Regions from separate parts of the Mus musculus genome. Here regions 1, 2, 3, 4, 5 and 7 are each linked to region 6. A link is a contact called in public Hi-C, HiChIP or PLAC-seq and promoter capture Hi-C data. All regions are on one chromosome and are shown on one strand. The core of a region is the stretch at or near the end of the contact, and the rest is flanking DNA. Distances in the headings are between cores, read along the strand shown. Region 1 holds the start of Slc35f5 (solute carrier family 35, member F5). Region 2 holds the start of Actr3 (ARP3 actin-related protein 3). Region 3 holds the start of AA986860 (expressed sequence AA986860). Region 4 holds the start of Dyrk3 (dual-specificity tyrosine-(Y)-phosphorylation regulated kinase 3). Region 5 holds the start of C4bp (complement component 4 binding protein). Region 6 holds the start of Ubxn4 (UBX domain protein 4). Region 7 holds the start of Cd55 (CD55 molecule, decay accelerating factor for complement).

The links. Promoter capture Hi-C pulls out the DNA fragments that hold promoters and counts their contacts. A called contact is a pair of places that touch in the nucleus more often than the background predicts. HiChIP or PLAC-seq counts read pairs in DNA pulled down with a chosen protein or histone mark.
Region 1: a Hi-C map of muscle stem cells shows a contact between it and region 6, with 4 times the contacts expected there. The contact joins the promoter of Slc35f5 here to the promoter of Ubxn4 in region 6. A contact is called at or near these places in 2 of 39 promoter capture datasets (liver and pre-B cells), 2 of 484 Hi-C or Micro-C datasets (muscle stem cells and uterus), 2 of 115 datasets of contacts at active chromatin or transcription factors (astrocytes and stem cell-derived neural progenitor cells) and 1 of 9 other capture datasets (adipose tissue).
Region 2: a contact with region 6 is called in a promoter capture Hi-C map of pre-B cells. The contact joins the promoter of Actr3 here to the promoter of Ubxn4 in region 6. A contact is called at or near these places in 5 of 39 promoter capture datasets (the C10 cell line, hippocampal neurons, liver and 2 more), 1 of 484 Hi-C or Micro-C datasets (uterus), 3 of 115 datasets of contacts at active chromatin or transcription factors (astrocytes, bone marrow-derived dendritic cells and thymic regulatory T cells) and 1 of 9 other capture datasets (adipose tissue).
Region 3: a promoter capture Hi-C map of liver shows a contact between it and region 6, with 2.8 times the contacts expected there. The contact joins the promoter of AA986860 here to the promoter of Ubxn4 in region 6. A contact is called at or near these places in 4 of 39 promoter capture datasets (hippocampal neurons, liver and trophoblast stem cells), 1 of 484 Hi-C or Micro-C datasets (muscle stem cells), 2 of 115 datasets of contacts at active chromatin or transcription factors (the NIH/3T3 cell line and astrocytes) and 2 of 9 other capture datasets (adipose tissue and pancreatic islet).
Region 4: an H3K27ac HiChIP or PLAC-seq map of embryonic stem cells shows a contact between it and region 6, with 8 times the contacts expected there. The contact joins the promoter of Dyrk3 here to the promoter of Ubxn4 in region 6. A contact is called at or near these places in 2 of 39 promoter capture datasets (hippocampal neurons and liver) and 3 of 115 datasets of contacts at active chromatin or transcription factors (embryonic stem cells, epiblast stem cells and extraembryonic endoderm stem cells).
Region 5: a promoter capture Hi-C map of liver shows a contact between it and region 6, with 4 times the contacts expected there. The contact joins the promoter of C4bp here to the promoter of Ubxn4 in region 6. A contact is called at or near these places in 2 of 39 promoter capture datasets (both in liver).
Region 7: a promoter capture Hi-C map of embryonic stem cells shows a contact between it and region 6, with 3 times the contacts expected there. The contact joins the promoter of Cd55 here to the promoter of Ubxn4 in region 6. A contact is called at or near these places in 2 of 39 promoter capture datasets (embryonic stem cells and pre-B cells) and 2 of 115 datasets of contacts at active chromatin or transcription factors (embryonic forebrain and thymic regulatory T cells).

What each region holds. Positions count from the first base shown.
Region 1 is chr1:125,559,700-125,562,399 of GRCm38.p6, reverse strand. Slc35f5 (solute carrier family 35, member F5) reads right to left here and starts at 1,398. Exons shown (of 16, transcript NM_028787.5): 1 at 1,116-1,398; 2 at 35-125. The coding sequence starts at 1,155.
Region 2 is chr1:125,434,277-125,436,976 of GRCm38.p6, reverse strand. Actr3 (ARP3 actin-related protein 3) reads left to right here and starts at 1,250. Exons shown (of 12, transcript NM_023735.2): 1 at 1,250-1,692. The coding sequence starts at 1,649.
Region 3 is chr1:130,730,634-130,733,333 of GRCm38.p6, reverse strand. AA986860 (expressed sequence AA986860) reads right to left here and starts at 1,358. Exons shown (of 4, transcript NM_177604.3): 1 at 1,111-1,358.
Region 4 is chr1:131,136,861-131,139,560 of GRCm38.p6, reverse strand. It overlaps Dyrk3 (dual-specificity tyrosine-(Y)-phosphorylation regulated kinase 3), which reads left to right and starts at 1,327. Exons shown (of 3, transcript NM_145508.2): 1 at 1,327-1,481. The coding sequence starts at 1,405.
Region 5 is chr1:130,660,311-130,663,010 of GRCm38.p6, reverse strand. It overlaps C4bp (complement component 4 binding protein), which reads left to right and starts at 1,393. Exons shown (of 10, transcript NM_007576.3): 1 at 1,393-1,563.
Region 6 is chr1:128,242,705-128,245,404 of GRCm38.p6, reverse strand. Ubxn4 (UBX domain protein 4) reads right to left here and starts at 1,268. Exons shown (of 13, transcript NM_026390.3): 1 at 853-1,268. The coding sequence starts at 934. Gm41949 (a long non-coding RNA gene) reads right to left here and starts at 846. Exons shown (of 2, transcript XR_878509.3): 1 at 763-846; 2 at 1-642.
Region 7 is chr1:130,461,431-130,464,130 of GRCm38.p6, reverse strand. It overlaps Cd55 (CD55 molecule, decay accelerating factor for complement), which reads left to right and starts at 1,387. Exons shown (of 10, transcript NM_010016.3): 1 at 1,387-1,561; 2 at 2,124-2,309. The coding sequence starts at 1,462.

The DNA.
Region 1 (2,700 bases), core at 149-2,648, 2.7 Mb after region 6:
GTCTCTGCTTTTTACTGATAACATGAGAATTTACCTTGTTGCAAGGGCTTCTCTGAGATCCTCAAATGCAATGCCTGCAAAGCGGGCAGAGCCCAGTCCAAATGGAGGTAAAGAACTCAGCCCACCTAAAACAGCACCACAGAAATAACGCTTAGGGAAAGTTCAAGTGTAAAATCACATCTTTTCCACTCTTCACCTTCAAGGACTATCAAAATGTATGCAACAGAAGCCACCCTGGGGACATGTAGCTTAGTAGTGCAATGCTTGCCTAGCATGCATGAGTTCTTGGGTTGCATCCCAAACACTTCCCAAACTGGGCACAGTGGCACGTGTCTATAATCCTAGCACTTGGAAAGTGTGGGGTGTGGGGGGAGGGGAAACCAGAGAATCAGAAGATCAAAGTCAGTCAGAATACATACTGAGTTCAAGGCCAGCATGGGCCATATGAGACTGTGTCACAAAATAATAACAACAGCAAAACAAATACAAACAAGAAATCCCATGCTAGCGGTGTCGCTCAGCTAGTAGAGTGCGGAACCAGGCCATAAGCCTGGTGTGCTGGTGCATGCCTGTAAGGCAGAAGACAGAAGTTCAAGGTTACCCTTGGCTACAAAGTGATTTTTGAGACCAGTCTCGGATACCTAAGACCTGTCCCCGACCTGACACCTCCCAGCCCCCCAAAAATAAAAGGTTATACTCAAAGAGGTCCTGGGTACCAGGCGGGTAAAAAAAACGAGAGAGAGAGAAGAAGATTCCACATATGGCACATTGAAGAGTGCTGTAAACGGATCCTCGAAGTCTCATAAACAGAACTCTCTAGATTCTCCCTTCAGGACATCCGCCCCTGGCAGTCTAGACACGCGTGTCCTTACCCCCCCATCTCCAGGGGATTCAGCTCGCTGACAGGAAGTGATGTGCGAGGGTCCACTCCCCTCACGTGAGAACCAGGATCATCCTCGCTCCCCACCCGCCCAGTCACGACAGAAAACAGCTGGCACAGGGAAGCCGCCCCTTGGCGAGGGAAAGACATGAGGAAAACCCAGCCTCTTGCCTCGTGAGGGGCGTGAGAACTCTGACCCGTCCTCCCTGGCCGCGGACGCCGGCCCACCGCCTACCTGGCCTTCCTGCCCCTCGATGGAGTCGTGGCGGCACCATGAGCGGCCCCGGCTCGGCCCGCCGCCCAGAGCCGCCGCCTCACACCGCACGCACAGACCCCAGCATCGTGCCCCACAGCAAGCCCAACTTAAGAAGCTGCGCTGCCCCTCGGCTCAAGGCCGCGGCTGTCACAGCACTCGGCCCCGACGGAGGGGAGTGACCCAGGCCACCGGACGGCGCTGGCAGCGAGAGTCCTGGAGGCCCGGATTGCGGCCGCGGCCCAGGCCCCGCCCCCGGCCGGTCAGCCAGCCAGGCCACGCCCACTGCTGGCCAAACAAGCCCATCCCACGGCTGGCCAACCGGCAGGCCCCGCCTCCTGCCCGTCAGCCAGTCAGACTCCACCCCCGACCTATTGACCACCTAGAGCTGCCCTTTGAGCAATTAGCTAGGCGAGATCCCAGTCAAGCTCCGCCCCTGGGTAGCGAACCTGGCAGCGCATCCCGGTAGACAGGAACCGCTCCGGGTACCCTGGACCCCATCCTGGAGACTCTAGGCCCCCAGCTTGTCCACCAACTAGGTGACATCCTCCCCATCACTCAGTGAGTCAACCGGTCAAGCTCAGCTCTCAGTTCGTCCACCCGGCGTCCATTCTGCCTCCTCCCCCAGTTGACAATCCATACCCTAGGCCTGGGTGGTCTGCCCAGAGCCCCGCCCCCCAGACAGCCCGGCAGTCCCCGCCCCTGTCCAGTCAGCTTCAGCGGCCCCGCCCCCTAGCCCAAAGACTGCGGGCGCGCAGGTTACGTCACGCCGGACGCGACTTCGGACCGGGGGAGGGCACGTTTCCTGGTTCTTGTTGCCGTAGTGTGGACGCCAGCCTTGAACAGGCTTGTGGCTTGGAGTCGTGACAGTGGCGCGAAGGAACAGAGAAGGGAAGAGAACAGAGCGGAGAGGGCGGGGATGTCTAGAAGAGGGAGAACCCAGCCCTGGCAAGGCTGCCAGACTTCCCCACTGCCCCGCCCTGAAGCGAAAGCTGACTGCACCATTTCTTCCAGTGTTTAAGCAAGCATTTTCCAGTAGCCCTTTCTAAAATCAGGCAGTGTAGCTTGGCGCCCCGTTGGATTCCTAGATCGTTTTTGTCCGTAAACTAGAGCTTCATTCTTGCAGTTAGAAGTTGTAGACCAGGTTATTCATCTCCCTGGCCCTCACTTTTTTTATGGGAAGAAAAAAACAAAAACAAAGCCATAAAACCATGTGAGTGCCTCGGCTGTATGTTTACACCCAGTATACATACATTCTCAAACAAATCAGTTCAGCCTGTGACACATAAGACCTCCACAGATGCTAACCATGGGTTTTTGTTTTATGGGTATTGAAGCTCCCATAAAATTGAAAAATTGGCCAGGATCCTGATTTATATTTAGATTAACACGAGACTTAAGGCTTCTGTAGCCACAATTGCATTGTTAGCATTTTTATCAAATGAGGCAAGGAAATATTTTTTTCTCATGTAGTCACTGTGTTTCATCCTTCTCTTTTAACTTTGTCTACAAAGTCTTATGACTAAAATTAAGATGGACATTTTGTGATCTGGTCGGATTCTAAAAA
Region 2 (2,700 bases), core at 1-2,500, 2.8 Mb after region 6:
TATTAACTTTCCAGGTTCCTGCTGATGAGAAAGTAAATTCTCAGGTTCTACTGCACATTGATTTTGCCTAATCCCCTGGGAGATGACCCAGCAACATACTTTAAGCTTTCTATGTTACTCTGATGTATTCAAGTTTTAAAAGTATTACTTTTTAAGTCTGTGATGTAAAAAAATACATATCTTTTTCTCATCTTTCTTTCTTTTTCTTTTTCTTTTTTTTTCCAACTAGAAAAAGTTGGTATCACGTTAACAGCACTCCACAGAAGGAAATTCATTGTCACTTCAACCGGAATAGAGGCCACCTGCACAGAGTCTATTTTGTAGAACACAACCTCTGGGACACTGGCCTTTCTTAAAGGCCGGAGATAATCTCACTACTCTTGAAAGAAGTTTATCATCACCCCAAAACCCAAATAAAGGCCATTTGTACAGGCTATGTAGAGCATAACCTCTGGGAAACTTGATTTTTTAATTTTTGTTTTATATTTTCTTATGAGGGGGAGGATGTGCGCAAAATCAAAGAACAACTTGTGGGGGTCTTTTCATTCCTTCCAGCATGTGGATCTCCAAGGGCTCAAACTCAGGTTAGTGAGTGCAAGCATCTTTACCTGCTAAGCCATGTCACTGATCCAACACTTGCCTTTCTTGGAAGACACACAGGAATCCCCAAACCCTGAAGAAGGTGGGTTTGTTATTGTTCAACCTAACGTCTTGGATCCTTGCCTGTCTTAAAAGCAAAGGCCCACCATTTTGGGGAGCTTGCAAACTACAATGCAATAGTATAACTGACATAAATCTCAGGACACATCCCTTTTCTGACTGCTCACCTACAGCGATTATGGGGACATGCCGCTGACCACGTTTCCAATTAGCCCTTCACCCCACAGTAGAAAGCCTCCTGCCCATGGCTCAAGTTAGCAGAGAAGAAACACACTCAACACCCACCACCACCAAAAGCCAGCTTCCTAACTAAATAACTGCCTGACTTCTGGGCTGCCACCGGCCAGAAAATGCGAACTGGAATCTTCGCAAGTCGGAAGCGGAGCCGCGACCCACAGCTGCGCGCCACTGCGCATGCGTAGCCGCTTCTGGACCCCCTTCAAGCTCAGCTTGGCTTCTGGGCTTCCAGCTATTTGAAAACCCAAAGTGGACTTTCTGGCTATCCGGAAGGGAGCCGGGGCCGGGCGGCCGCACAGTACATCGCACGCACGCGCGCGCGTGCTCGCTCCTCCCACCCGGAACCGGAAGTGGGAGCGATCGCGGCCTGGGGCCTGGCCTGGCCGGGGCGTCGGCAGCGGCGGCCATCTTGGCTCCCCGCGGAAAGGCAGTGCGAGGGGGAAGAAGTTGTAGGGTGGGGGCGGGAGCGAGGAGGAGGAGGAGGAGGGCGGAGAGCGGAGGGGTAGAGGAGGAGGCCGCGGCAGGGTAGGGCGGGGACAGCCAGCCTGCCGGCCGGCCAGCCTGCTGGGCTTGCGGAAGTACTAGCCGACTGCTCACTCGCTCCTGCTCGGGCTTCCCACAGCTCCCTCCCTTCCTCCCTCCCTCCCGACCGAGGGCGGCCCGGGCCGGTGCATGGTCAGCCAGCTCCCATCTCTAGCTCCCCGGCCTCTCAGCAGCACGGAACGGACGGCAGCGGCGGGCGAGGAGGAAGATGGCGGGACGGCTGCCGGCCTGTGTGGTGGACTGTGGCACGGGGTACGGCGGGTCTTCGGGGTGGGGGAGACTGAGGCCGGGGACGGGCGGAGGAGGGAGATGAATGGGGGGAGCCGGCCAGACTGGCGAGGGGTGGTGCCGGGAGCCTCCCGGGACAGAGATCTTTTCCAGGCCCTTCCTTTCCGAGGAGGCCGTCTGGCCCACCTGGCTGTCCTTTCCCTTCTCTCCCCTTTGCTGCCTGTGAAGCAGGGCACCCACCGAGGACCTCCAGACCTAGGAGCAAGGAAAAGAGAGAGAGAGAGAGAGAGAGAGAGAGAGAGAGAGAGAGAGAGAGAGAGAGAGAGAGAGAGAAGCGCTCCTTGCAGATTTTGCAAGATCGCGGTGACAACTCTCGATCTCTTAGGGCGTGTGGGTGGGGAGAGCGACGAACCAGGCTGTGAAAATGGGAAGCTAGCATGGGGGGCTTTTGCAGCGGACCCACGCGCCGCCTGGTTTCCGCCCACACCCATTCGTAGCCATCTCCCACTACCCATTGAACCAAGTCAGTTCCAGCGAGGAGGATCTCACGGGGGTTATAGCTCTTGCCTCAAAAAAGTCCCTTGGTGAGCAAGCGCGCTGCAACTTCCTTAGTTTTGTCAAAGCCGCTTCCTGCTTTCCGTCTTTTATAGCCTTATAAGGTAGTTTTTCGTCTCGAACGTTACCACGTCTTATTAGAACTTTCAAAATTAAGCAGGTTGCATAAAGAGTACATTATGAGTGGTAGGTATCAATATGTCTGAACTAGAAAAAAAAATGTTCTTGTGTGTCCACGGAGGGAGACAGAGGGGAGAGAAGGGACGCACCCTGGAACCTAAACGTTTGTTCACGTTCGTTTTGTGACTGTGTCTTGAAAACTGAAAGGGGGTATAAAGGAATGTGTTTGATTTAAAGTAATTGTTTCTGATAGTAGTGTGGTTGACTAAAATGACTTTAAAGTAGTGGTTTTGTATTAATGAACCTTGTCAAGAGTTACAACTTGCTCTGGGTAGTGACCTAGAGAGAAGACTGTAC
Region 3 (2,700 bases), core at 109-2,608, 2.5 Mb before region 6:
ACTGCACTTCCGTGGCAGCTTCTTTAGACAGATGCTCCAGCTACACTTTGTGTCCACAGGGACATCTGAAGAAACACGAAGCATAAGCCCCACCCAAGCCTCTACTCCTATGGACTCTGCCGCATCACTCTGACCTGAGCCCCAGTTGGAAGTCTGGCTAGGTTTGGTATGTTGAGATGAAATAAAATGTGGGTGAGGCCCAGCATGGCCAAGTAACTTTTTTTTTTTTTTTGGTCTACATCGATCAACAGGTAAAATCAGAGATTTAACTAGCTAGTAGACCCTGAGTAAATTTGATCGGAGTTAGAATATTTGTGGGTTTTCCAAAGATAAAATGCTAGCTGGAGTTGGAGTTTCCTCCATATTTCCAAGCCTCAATTCTCCTTGCAAATAATCTAGCTCGGTTCAGACTTTACATATCTGCACAGAGTGCGCCATTATCAACTAACACACACACTGCACCCCTTATTTAAATAAAGATAGACACTGAGCCATGGAGAATTTCCTTTTACAAATGGAATGGAAAACTAAGGTACCTGGCTCACTCACATGACCCTCCCCTCCATTTGACTCCCTGTGCTCCAATTATCCAGTCACTCCATCCCTTTCAAAATCACTACTTCATCTTAGTGCTCTAGAGATGGAAATTTCCAAATTCTAGGAAAAGGTGGATTTTGTTGTTGGTTTTTTTTTTTTTTTTTTTTTTTTTTTTGAGTCAGGTCTTTCCAGGTAGGATAGGCTAGCCTGGAACTTGCTGTATTTCCCAGCAGCCTGGCTTCAAACTTTCCATCCTCCATCTTCAGAGTACTATGATTATGGGTGGATACCACCATGCCTGGGTCTGGCTTCTGTTTGTTCAATATGATTATGTAAGTTAAATAAAGAAACGGAAGAGATGTCCCCCGGTCCTCCATAAAAATATTCCAATTCTGGAAAATCTCAGGCTAACGGAGAGATTTGATCAACAGAGATTGAAAACCCCAGGTCCGGTGTAAAGGGTCAGACACTCTTACAGCACTCCCCAGCACAGCCCTATATATAGCTTTGCCTTCCCTTAAAAGCTTTTCCCTTGCTGCAGAATAAGCAATAGTTGGTTAGTGATTGACTCACCTTCTCTGGGTTGGGGTCTGAAGACAAGAACGTAATGCCCTTCTATTCCAGAGGGCAGAGATGGAGACCGCTTGCCTCTCAGGCCGTGTCTCCTACTGGTTTCTTCCTTTGACCTCCTCCTGACTTACCTAGACAGGTAAAAGCTTCACCCGCGCTGCATGGACACACCCTGCTACTGACTCTAAGCCAATCCTAGCTTCCCTCCCTACTCCTCATTCCAGCTGTTCAGTCAGGGAGGACTCAGGAGGGGAATCAGCCAGGAGGTGCTTCTCTGTCTTGGTCAATCACCTCCTGCCCCCGCCTCCCCACCCCACCCCCTCTTTACTTAGAGAGCCAATGAACTGCTACAAAGAAAGGGTAGGCGTGGTAGAAGGCTGGAGCTGGTTTGAGCTGAGTGGAAGGAGAGTAAAGAGAGTTTGGCAGGGTGGAGGCAGATCAATGGGACTCGACTTTCCGTCTTGAAAGGAACGCATCAGTCTGCTGCGCTCTATGGGCCCACTGAGAACCGGATTTGTTGTTTAGACAAGCCTTCCTCCACTTGAAGCTGAAAGTATTCTCCAGACTGCCTGCCATTCTGGTGCCTAATTTTGTAACCAGCTTTTCTAACTGCTCAGTCATTGACAGTTTCATATCCAGAAGAGGTTTCAAGGGTCTCAAGGTTAGGGATGTAGCTGAGTCACCCAGTCCCCAGAGCTTGCTGACAACTGTCCTGGCTTTTTTGTTTCTGGGGAAATAAAACTAATCTCTCTCTCTCTCTCTCTCTCTCTCTCTCTCTCTCTCTCTCTCCTATAGGAGGTATTTTCCGGATTTAAAAAAAAAAAAAAAAGCTTGATCAGCCAAAAAGGAGATATAGCACTTGAACTCTGTCATTTGGGTCTCTGGTCCCTTTTGGCTGCTTCGAGAAGGTGGCAATAGATATTAAACAAAAATAAAGTCAGCTGCCAACCAGTCTAGCAAGTACTTCTTTTGAGGGGAAATGTCTGGCATGCTTATGGAAAAGAGTAGGTCAGGGAGCCTCCTGCTTCCTGGAAGAAATCACCTCCAGGTACAGAGGCCACTTGCCAGACAGCAGTTCTGCTATTTCCCTGAATATAGGCTGAATATAGGCCATCCCCAGTAACCTTCAACTTTTAAAGGTGTATCACTTGCCAGCAGCAAAAAGAAAAGAAAAATTAGAAAAACCAAACCAAAATACCTCATGCACGAACCACTCAGTTTAAGCCCCTGCTGTATGCTGGCTATTACCTTAAGCATTTCTATGTCTTATTTAACTTTTGCTCCAACTTAGAAGCATTGCCCAATTCTTACAGCCCACACCTCACCAGGAGGTTAAATGACATGCCTGATATTTCCCAAGTAGTAGTAGAGCAGATATTTTAATCCAGATTGTCCACTCCCAGCTTGCTTCACAGTTACTGTTCCCGATTCTGTGACTGGATGCTCTGGTGAAAGCAATGTAAAGGAGGAAGGACTTGTTTGGGTTTCAGTTCAATGGCACACCGTGCTGGGAGGTCCTGGTGGTAGATGCTCCGGCCAGCTGGTCACACTGTATGCCTAGTCAAGAAGCAGAGATGGCCAGTGGCCGACTTA
Region 4 (2,700 bases), core at 78-2,577, 2.9 Mb before region 6:
AAGGAGTTCTCCCTCCCTTACTAGGGAAATAACCTACTAAAGACAAAGGCAGCCTCTGTATCTACTCCCCTAACCCGCTGGAGGCAAGTAGAACAGGAAGGCTTTAGCTTGGCTCTAGAAGATGCGCCTTAAAGACAGAAGGGAAGACTTGCAGTGATTCGAAATGAGGTAATTAAACATGTCCAGGCAAGTCCCAACCAACCCTTCCGGTAGTAGTCTGGGGTGTTCACCTCTTAGAAGTCCTGAGAGCAGGATCAGTTAGTAGAATTTTGTAATCTTGGAGCGGGGGAGGTGCCTTTGTTGCCATGGAACTCTGTCTACAAACAAGAGTCAAAGAGCCCAATTTAAAAACAAAAACCCTAGGAAAGTAAGATTGCACTGGTTGTGGATGAAAGAGAGACAGAAAACTTCTAAAAGATCATCATTGAAGAAAACATTTTTACTTATATCACAGGCTAAGTCAACACTGAACAGATGAAAATAAAGTGTCCCAAATGGACAGATTCTTAGCTGCAAATAGAGTGTGGATCTTCTGAGAACAGGGACTGTGACTTTTACGAACCCCAAAAGGAGCCTCGGTTGGACATTTGAAGATTCGTGGAATTATGCTCTATGAAATAATTTCCAGTGTGCACCAGGTGGCGTGCGCCACCGATGCGTGGAAGAACCTTTGGTTTTTGTTTTGTTTTGTTCTCATAGATCCAATGGGCTCATCCTATGTGTATGAGTTTATGCCTGTGCACCACATACGTGCCTGCTACTCTCAGATGTCAGAAGAGGGCATTAAACACCCCGGGACTAGAGTTATGGATGGTTGTGAACTGCCACGACCGTGTTGGGAATCAAATCCGCTCTTGCAGAGGAGTTTTGCAGCCTTAGGAAATCTGATGGGCACCAAGCTCAACACAACCGCCACTTCTGTGGCTTAACAGCCTTTCTTTTCACTTCCATTTTAACTGTCGAAATAGACTTAACATGGACGGTACTTCTCAGAAAGAGTGAGGTACGCTTTCACATATTAAAGATGCGCAGAGCTCTCCAAGCGGTCTGCTGAGCAGGCAGGCTGTGCTGCTGATACTCCCATGTTTGGTTTCACGGCTAGGTGAATACGAAGAAGCGTAGGTTCCAAGCCAGTTTCCTCTTTTGCAAAAAGAACTGCGAGCACACCACCCAGGAACAGCACGCCCCTCGCTCCGCCTCCTCCCCGCTCCCTCCAAGGCGGCGTTGCGCAGGCGCGGCAGGGCGTGCGCGGTTGCTAAGCGACGCGGCCGCTCCCGCGTGGTCTCCCTGCGGACCGCGCGAGCCCAGTGCCCAGCCTCGTCTTGTAGCGAAGCCAGCAGGTGCGGTGCTGGAGGCGACCCACCGGGCCAACCGCCGCCTCTGTGTCCGCGGGGCGAGCTCGCGATGGGAGGCGCAGCCCGCGATCGCGGGAGGAAGGACGCGGCGCTGCCGGGGGCCGGGCTCCCGCCGCAGCAGCGGAGGTAACGGCGCCCGGGTAGGAGCGGGAGGACTCCTTGCGGGTCTGGGCTGCCTGTCCATCAGCGCGGTGAGCGGGAAGGGCGGGGGAGGGCGGGCGGGACGGCGCGGCCTCCGGAGAGCTGGGTCTGGGACCTGCGCGCAAGACCTGCGCCCTGTTGCTCCGAGAGTCTGCCCAGCCCGCCCTGGCCCTGGGGTGGAGCAGCAGAGACCCGGGACCTTGTTCCCCATGTGCCGCTTTTGGGGGGGGGTCCCTTTCCCCCTCCGCATCGGGCCCTGGCTAAAGGAACCCAATCCGCTCGTTCGCGTCTGGCTGTTACTCTGCAGATGCGGTGCTGGTGTGTTTCATCGTGCAGTATGGCAGAGGCCGGACCTGTCTAGAAAATTGCCTGTTATCAAAACATTGTCTGAACCTCAATATATTTTTTAGAAGATATTTTAATTTCTTGTGGGATGTTTTTAAAGCCCTCCTTTATTCCTTTAACACTTGTGTTAAACTCTATAAGTATTTTTTTTTAATAAGACAGATCTCAAAAGTGACTGAAAAGATATTTTTTTTAAAGACAATGAAAAATGTTACCTAGTCATGGTTGTGTTAGTAGTATATAATCTGAGATGGTAACATGAACCGGTGACCAGAGTGACCCGCAAATCCGTAGTCTTGGGAGCAGATAAAATGCATTATTCAAGGCCATCTTGTGGCTTTAGTAAATCCTGCCCATTGTTTGTGTGCCTTCACTGTGGAGGACCCACAGTGTAAAGACAGAACCATTCTGTAGTCCTTTAGCATTTTAAATATCTCCATATGCCAGGAAATGAAGTGGGAACAGAAGAGAGATTTGGTACATCGTGTAACTTAAAGCAAAGCATCGGGTGGGTTCCTGTTGGCTGCCTTTTTTCACTAGTTAGCTTAGCTGTAAATGGGTGCATAAAATAATGAAGAGAAGACAGCTGTTCTGCTAGTCTTCTCTTCTTGTAGTCTGAGAGTGTAGACGTCCTTTTCTTCCCATTTACCTGTGAGGCTGTTCAGAGGGGGAAGGTAGCACAGCCAGGGGCTGAAACTAGAATAGAGGTGTTAGACTTGCATTCTAAAACAAACCTCTATGTTATGTTTATTTCTTTCTGCTTTTAGGTTTCTTATTCAGTTCAAGTTAATTGGTAGTCCCTCATTTTTTGAACAGCATTCGATTACTTATTATTTGTTAGTTAGAGACAGGGTCTCTT
Region 5 (2,700 bases), core at 144-2,643, 2.4 Mb before region 6:
CTCTGCGCTTACCGTAGTAGAAAGCAGGAAAAGGACTTGAAGATACTGATAAACGATATTTGGAAGAGTGAACTGAGGGCGGTATTTCCTCCAAATCAGCTTCCGGGACTTCATAGGATCGCTTTTACATGGACTCTTATCACATTAAATCAGTCTCTTACCTTTGTGACGTGGCTGTGCTTTCTTTACCTCTAATATCCTCCTCATTTTCCTCTCAGTAATTTCTGCTTATCAGTGAAGGTGCACCCCAAATCTTATAACTTGGTCAAACTTCACGGAGGAGCTCAATTTGTGAGGCCATTAGTGTTTATTACAGAGCATAAATTATGATGTCAAAAAAATTTTTTTTCCCTATGTTGATCCAACCCAAGGATTTTGGACATATCAGACAAGTGCTCTACCACCCAACAGCATTTCCAGCCTTTGGTTTCTGAGATAGGATCTTACTATGTAGCCCAGGTTAATCTTGAAATCATAATCCTCCTGCCTCAGCCTCCCAAGTGCTACAGTTACAAGATTATACACTACATCTGGTAAGAACTAATTTTTACTACTTAGAGTTACAATTATTTATTTATATGAGGGGCATTTGGGGCATGGCATGCTTGTGGTAGTCAGAGGACAACATATACGAATTGGTTCAATCTGGGGATAAAACTCAGGTCTTTAGGCTTCATGACATGCACATTTACCCACAGAGCCATCTCACTGGTCCAGAAGTGCTTTCCAAGAGCAATCCTTGGGGCACACAAATCTTTAAACTTATTATTAACAGACTAAGGGTCCATTTCAGGACTTGACTTTATCTGTATATTTATGTGATCGCAAACACATAAATTAGCCTCTTCATTACATTTTTCTGAATATTGACGAGTGTCAGACTGACTTCTGGAGATCCTTTGGTGCCTGGTAGTGGTAGTTGCTAATATCTGTGGAGCTCTGAGTATGTTCCAGTCAGGTCAGCACACAGCAGGAACTCAATAAACAACACACATACTGTGTCTATTGTAGCTCCTGGTGATGCCTGGAGACCAGTGAAGAGTAAGATCCTCAGATCCAACGTCCCTGAGTGGGTCTGCAGTCCTGGGAAGAGAATCATTTTAGTCAGAGTGGGTCTGAACTCCAACTCAAGGTTCCTAGGCTGGTTGGATTTTGTGATGCATAACTCTTATGATTATGAAAAGACAGAAAATTCTGGCATCAAATTCCAAGTCCCCTTCTAACTTAGGGGAAATGGTTGGCAGAGAAGAAAATAAATAATTCCAACACATGATGAAGAATGAGGGCTGGGAGAGAAGGAGATTAAATAAACACTGCTGCTCTAGTCTGTTAATCATTCACCGGGACAGAGGAGACTGTCTCCCTGTCCGTCATACTCAACTGCTTAACCAGAAACTTGTGTGGGTGGAATGCAAGGATCACTTGCGTGGGTAGACTTCAGAAGCTTTTTTGATGGAGCAAGTACTGGCCAGCTTTAGGATAATATGATCAACTCTCATCTTGGGAGAAACTAGTACAGTAGAGATCCAAGTACCACCACAGAGTCTTTCTCTGCTATTGCAGGTCAGTGGGCTACTGAGCACTTGGGTGGGGCATTGTGGGTAAAGCTGGTCATCAGGTTCTTTAGTGTGTGCTCCTCTGTGTTCTATTTATTATTTTTGAGATTACAATTTAATTACATTTTCCCATTCCTTTTCCTCTCTCCAAATCTTCCCATACAGCCCTTCTTGTTCTCTTTCAAATATAGTCTCCTTTTTTAAATTAATTGTTATCACATGCATCTATTCCTAAATACAACCTGTTCAGTCCATATAATGTTACTTTTATGTATGTTTTCAGGGCTGATAATTTGGCGCTAGGAAACCAATTGCTGTGGATCTTCCATGGGAAATACCACAGCTCTTACTACCAGCTTTCCTCAGTTGCCTATAGTTCTTTGTGTAGAATCAAAGCCTCGTGGGATTCCACTGTCTAGTTTTGTATGTTCATCAGTGTTCTTGTTTGGGTCATGTTTGGGAGGTCATGTTGGTGAGACTTTTCTGATACAGTTTCTGATGTTGCTAGGTGACACAATTTCACAGTAAATTCCTTGGACCCTTGGATCCTACAATCGTTCTGCCACCTCCTCTGTAGTTTCTTCTCAGGTGCAGGAGTGTTTCTTAGATGTAGACATCAGAACTGGGACCCATAACTCTGCATTTTGATTGGTTGTAGTTTTCTGCGGTGGCCTCTGTTACAAAGAGAAGTTGGGGTTTTTCTGTTGTTGTTTTTTGTTTTGTGTGTGTGTGTTTTCTGATGAGGGGTTCAAGACTATGTGAGTATGACGATAAATATTTATAGAATGTTGTTAGAGATTATGCTGGCTTAGTAAATTAGTAGTTGTAGATTCTCTAATAACTGGAACTTCACTAGCATTGAGTAGTTAGTTAGCTAGGTTTATAGCAACAGACATGGTTGAATGGGCCTTAAATACAATTAGAGAGTTTCTGGTTACTTTCAAACAATATGTCCCACTATTACACCCTTAGGGTTACTGTATCATGTTGGTCATTGATGCATTCATGGGCATCAGAGCTGGGTAGGACTATTGGTTGCCTTTCCCCTTTTTTTGGAAGCTTGCACAATGTCTTCTAGTAACATTTAAGTCCCCAGAGAGGGGACATTCAGATCAGTTCCATTTCAGGGATCTCTTGACCTTGT
Region 6 (2,700 bases), core at 19-2,518:
AGCAATATGGGGTAAATGAGTTGGCACATGTCTGGAAAACTACATTTTAGGTTAGAAGAGAGGAAGAATCAGGACTGAGTATGTACTTTAAAAACTATGTTAAAAGTTAAAAAAAAAAAAGGTCAACTTGTAATAAAGTAATTATTGCACCTCAGTTCCCTCTGAGTACTATGATAAAAGAGTACCATCTGTGAGCTCAAGTTTATGTTTCGGGAACATTCTAAGACATCAGGTGGTTTCTTTGTGGCTTACCGATGACACAGCTTTCTTGACAGCTCACAACTTTCTAGACCCAGTTGTCTGCCTAGTGGCCTGTCCCAACCACACCCGCACACCAAGAATTAAAAGGTCCAAGCTGCCAGAAGAGGAGATCCCAGAGGACCAAGAAGGGGAACACCAGGGCTGGGGGTCTTGGGGGGGGGGGTCTGCCTGCGACAACCCGATTGCCAAGGCCTGCAGGGCGCGACTCCTCGCAGGGTTCAGTGATTGGGGACAGGGCCTGGACGCGCTTCCCACACAGATGCAGACAGGTCACGCCGGAGTCCCCAACAGACCCCAGAAGCACCAAGTGGCACTGGGCCCGCCCGCGGCCTGGAGAGGCTTGGCGTCTGGGTCGGCCCCGCAGCGGAGCAAGCCTGGAGCCTTATAAAAAAAAAAAAAAAAAAAAAAAAAAGCTGTACTGGCCCGGACAGGAGACGAGCGGCCCCGAAGAGACCGAGTGGACTGGGCGACAGGGTCTTAGGCTGTCTGAGCCCGGCCCACCTTAGCTCCTCCTGCCTAGCTCACTCGACGCTAACGAGAATCCAGAACAAGATCAAAGCGCCACCGTTCTCGGGCCCTCTCCCCAGTCACCTGCCACGAACACCACGAAGACCGCGCCGCTCCTCTTAGCAGACGCGATGGCCGCCGGGATGGCGCCCTGGAACCACAGCATCGTCCCCTTCAGGCCCAGGCGCTCGCTCGGTGTGTCGTCGCCGCGGTGCCACAGCCGACCCCGCCCTCCTGGTTCTTTGGCCTCGTGGCCCCGGCAACCACCGGCTAATCCGGGCCCCGGTCTGAGGACCCAGCCAGCCCGTACGCCCGACAGCCACCCCCTGGGGACGCGCACCGGAGCGCGCTTGGCAAGAAAAGTACGCCCCTGTGTCACGTGACGACGACACTCCTCGTCAGGGGTCGCGCGCCCCGGTGCCTGGTCGGCTAGGTAAGTCCGTAAGTGCGCGCCCCCGCGAAGCCTCGGGTTCCGACTCCAGGAAGTGGAAGGAAGTATCAGGAAGGATGACTAACCGCTACGGCACGTTGACGTCGCCTGCAGTGAGGCTTCCTGGGAATTGTAGTCTTCCGAGGCTTGTTAATTTGCGGAAAGGTAAACTGTGGGCTCAAAGCATGGCGAGAGTGAGCATAGTGAGCACATCAACGCTGTAAGAGTAAATGCTAGGTATCGAGTTGCTGTCACCCTCTGACTTCTGCAAGCAATCTGCTCCACAAATAAACAAGCTTTACGGGGCTTGACCCGAAGCCTTTGGTTTTTATTTAATTTGACCCTGTGAAAAAGATGGGATTCAGAGGGGCGTGGCAAACCACGCATTTAATCCCAGCAATCCGAAAGCAGAGGCCTGCCTGCCTGTATGAGATGGACAGCTTAGTCTACAAGGTGAGTTCCGCGGACTGTCAGGATTTGTACAGAGACCCTGAATAACAAACAAACAAACAAACAAACAAAAACCAACCAACCAACTTACCAAAAACCCCAAACAAACAAAAGAAAAAGACCGGCTAGAGGTACAACAGTGTTCCTCCTCGCCCGCCTCCCACCCCGCAGTACCACATAGGCCCCTTATCTGAAGGGTAAGCGAAGTGGCAGAATGCTGGCTTTTGGCTATAATGTGCATTTACTAACTGGATCACATTGTAAAACCTTCAGCCACTATGCTATGCTATTGAAAAAACTTATTTATTTTTAATTCTGTGAAGACAATCCTCCTACCTGTACCATCCAGCGTGTACCATCTTGGCTGGCTGTACTTAACTTGTATGAATATCATGTAAAGAAAATATTTCTGTTGTTTCCTTGAGTGATAGAGTAAAGAAAGTCTAAATGGAGTAGAATCAACTTGTGTATAGGCCAGTAAGAAAATAAATTAATAACTATGTAAGGTTTATGGATGCATACGAAATCAAAATGGAAGAAAAAACATTTGCACAAGTTTCTAGTGTTTGGTTTCGGACTTGGGGACAAGGGACTGAGGTGCATATTTTCCACACCAAAGCAGACCTGGCCTCCAGGTTCTCCCAGCATCCCTCAGTCCATACCCTGCCTCCAACTTTGAACTTCCCAGTCCAGATCTCTCTCTCTCTCTCTCTCTCTCTCTCTCTCTCTCTCTCCTTGCCCATTCCCACTCCCCCCCCTTCTCTCTTACTATATATCTTCCTCCACTAGCTGCTCCCCTCTCCCTGGTGGCAACTTCCTTGGCCTTGATCCTTGGGGCCAGTGAACTCGCCGACCGAGAGCGGTTTCCCAAAAACCTGCCTTTAATATAATCTAATCTGGCTTAAATTGGCCAATTTCTCCTATCTTCCTTCAAATATATATATATATTTAACTACTTTGATATCCCTTTTCTGCTTCGAAGGCAGATACAAGTGACTAATACAAAGCAGCATTAGTGGCAGGACGTGGAAACAGCTACCCCAGTTCGTGAG
Region 7 (2,700 bases), core at 138-2,637, 2.2 Mb before region 6:
TTACAGGCATGAGTCGCTAGGGTATGATGTCAACTCCAGAACCCTTAAATACTGTTAGATTTCAACAAACACCTATAAAGCAACCCTTTCCTGTAATCTCGGCAACAGGAAAACACGGTGCTTGGGTAACTAAGTAAGCAAGAATCAGAAGAAAACACTTGTTAAAAACCAGTTTGCTCTTCAAAAGCTCACACTAACCAATAAGGAACCACAAGAAAACTTTAGGAATGGTTATCAGTATATGACAAACACTCCCACAACTGGTCTACCATTGAAGGCTGAGTTTCTGGTGAGGGATTTCACCAGTTGGGTAAAACACCTATATAAAAAGGGAATTCATAGTGGGACACTGCTAACCAGACCCAGACACACAAAGGGGAGCACTTTGGGGCTTTTTACATGAGGGCCTGTGGCAACTTACCTCTGCTTCCTCCCACCTCGACCCTCCCGGTGGGGATTTGCAGGAGACACATGGTGTGGTACATGGCTCTTTACTCTGGATATCACACGCATGTGGGGCTTCATAAACCGGGTTGCACAGTGACCAGCCAATACCAAATAATCCTAATTCCTAGTGCTGTCCTCAAGAGAGGTTCAGTTTATTCCATGCACAGCTTCACCTTCTGCATTCTTTTCTTTCCTTTTCTTTTTCAATTAATTAATTTAATGCTCTGGTGTGATTCCAATGTGTGGATCGCTTTGTTTGTCACTGTTCTTCACACCACGAAATAAATCTTTTTCTTAAGCTCTACTATTTATTCCTGAATTCTATTTCATAGCAGGACTGAAATAATCCCAAAGTCGAATTCAGGTGGTATCCTTGGTCCATATCTATAACCAGGGCTAAGAAGGTGACTCCTCACCCAGATAGGGTCTGAAAAACCTCAGCCAAGCTCCCTAGATCTCTGCATATTGTTTGTGACCGGTTCTGGCAGGCTGATCCCTCCCTGTTTTCTTGGATCCTATCCTATTTTCTGTTTTGACACCATGGTGAGACCTAGGAGACACACTCTTGGTCAGCAGCTCCCACCCTCCCATCTGACATCTTCCAGCTGAAGCCACAGGGGTCCTGGGTGTTTCCCTATTTCTCAGCTCCCTCTGGCTCAGGAATTCCACCGCGCCTACCCTTCCCTTTGCAAGCACTCAGCACACCAGAGTTGGGAGTGTGGGTAGCTTTCTGCTGGAGCAGAGTGCTGACACAGAGTACTGGGGGAGTGAAGCGCCCTCCTTTAGAAGGTACTCCCCCAGACCCCAGACCCCACTCCCGCCGGACAACTAGGTCCCCTGGGTGAAGCTAGAGGCCAGGCACCCGCCCTCATTAATGAGGGAACGCCCTCTTGCACGCAGGCTGCCCCACCCAGGGTGACGAGGGCCCTGCCCCGCCCCGCCACAGCTGCTCAATTAACTGCGGCTCAAAACAGCTCCAGCCGCAGCCGGGCAAGGTCTCTTCTACCTGGGGCTATGATCCGTGGGCGGGCGCCTAGGACTCGGCCATCACCGCCGCCTCCGCTGCTGCCGTTGCTGTCGCTGTCTCTGTTGCTGCTGTCCCCAACTGTACGCGGTGAGTGGCCAATGCGCGACGACCGGCTGGCTGCCCGCCAGGGGGCGCATGCTCAGCAGACATTGTGTCCCAGTAACTGGGGGCTCCGCTGCTGGGTGCCGGCGGCCAGCGGGAGGGATGGGGGTGGAATGCTGGGCTATCTGGGCTGTGACTGGATCCCCTCCGCGATCAGAGACCGTGGCAACACCAAAAGGGAGGGTTGAGTGCGAATCTCCAACCCTGCTCCTGGCTCTTTTATTCTTAAGGTGGAAGCTAGATGGCTGGCCACCTGCGCCGGTGAGAGACTGGTCGCGAGCAGCTACCGGGTGTCTTATCTCGCGCCTTGCTCGCTGCAGTGTTCCTGTGGATATTAAGTAGATTCTGAACGACTCAAGGCGGGTGGGAATTTACTCCCTACTTAGTTTTTGTCTTGTGTTCACGAGAGTCCAAGCATTCCAAGTTCCTGAGGGGCAAGTTCAGCCCTGGCAGGAAGGTAAGAGCCATTGCTGCTTCTCTTGTTCCAGGTCTGGGGAAAGAAAGCTCCTTGCCAACTTCAGTTTTACACCTGCTCTTTTCTTCCTAGGAGACTGCGGCCCACCTCCAGACATTCCTAATGCCAGGCCAATCTTGGGCAGACACTCCAAGTTTGCTGAGCAAAGCAAAGTGGCATACTCGTGTAATAACGGCTTTAAACAAGTTCCAGACAAGTCAAACATAGTTGTCTGTCTTGAAAATGGCCAATGGTCGAGCCACGAAACATTCTGTGAGAGTAAGTTCTTCATTTCTCTTTCTGAAAAGTTTTGGGAATGTGGATCTCGTTGAGGTTATTTTTATGCCTCTTTGGAGTGACTGGTAATTGATAGTTTTCTAGCATTATTAAACCCCAGGGTATACATGTTGGCAGTTTACACTCGAGCTAATTGAAGGCGGTACTTCCTATGGCAAGTCCTGCTTCTTCATTAAGAGTTTTTCTTTCTATTGTACAGGCTAGTAGAGAAAAAAAATGATAGGTACTGTTTAGGGAGTAAATTATATGTGAATATATTTGGCAATTACCCTGAGACACACACCCTGGTGATCTGTCTTGTTCAACTCTATTTTGTTAAGTAATGGATACAAGTCTTGGGAGACATTTTGAGGTCTTACTTCAAAAAAAAAAA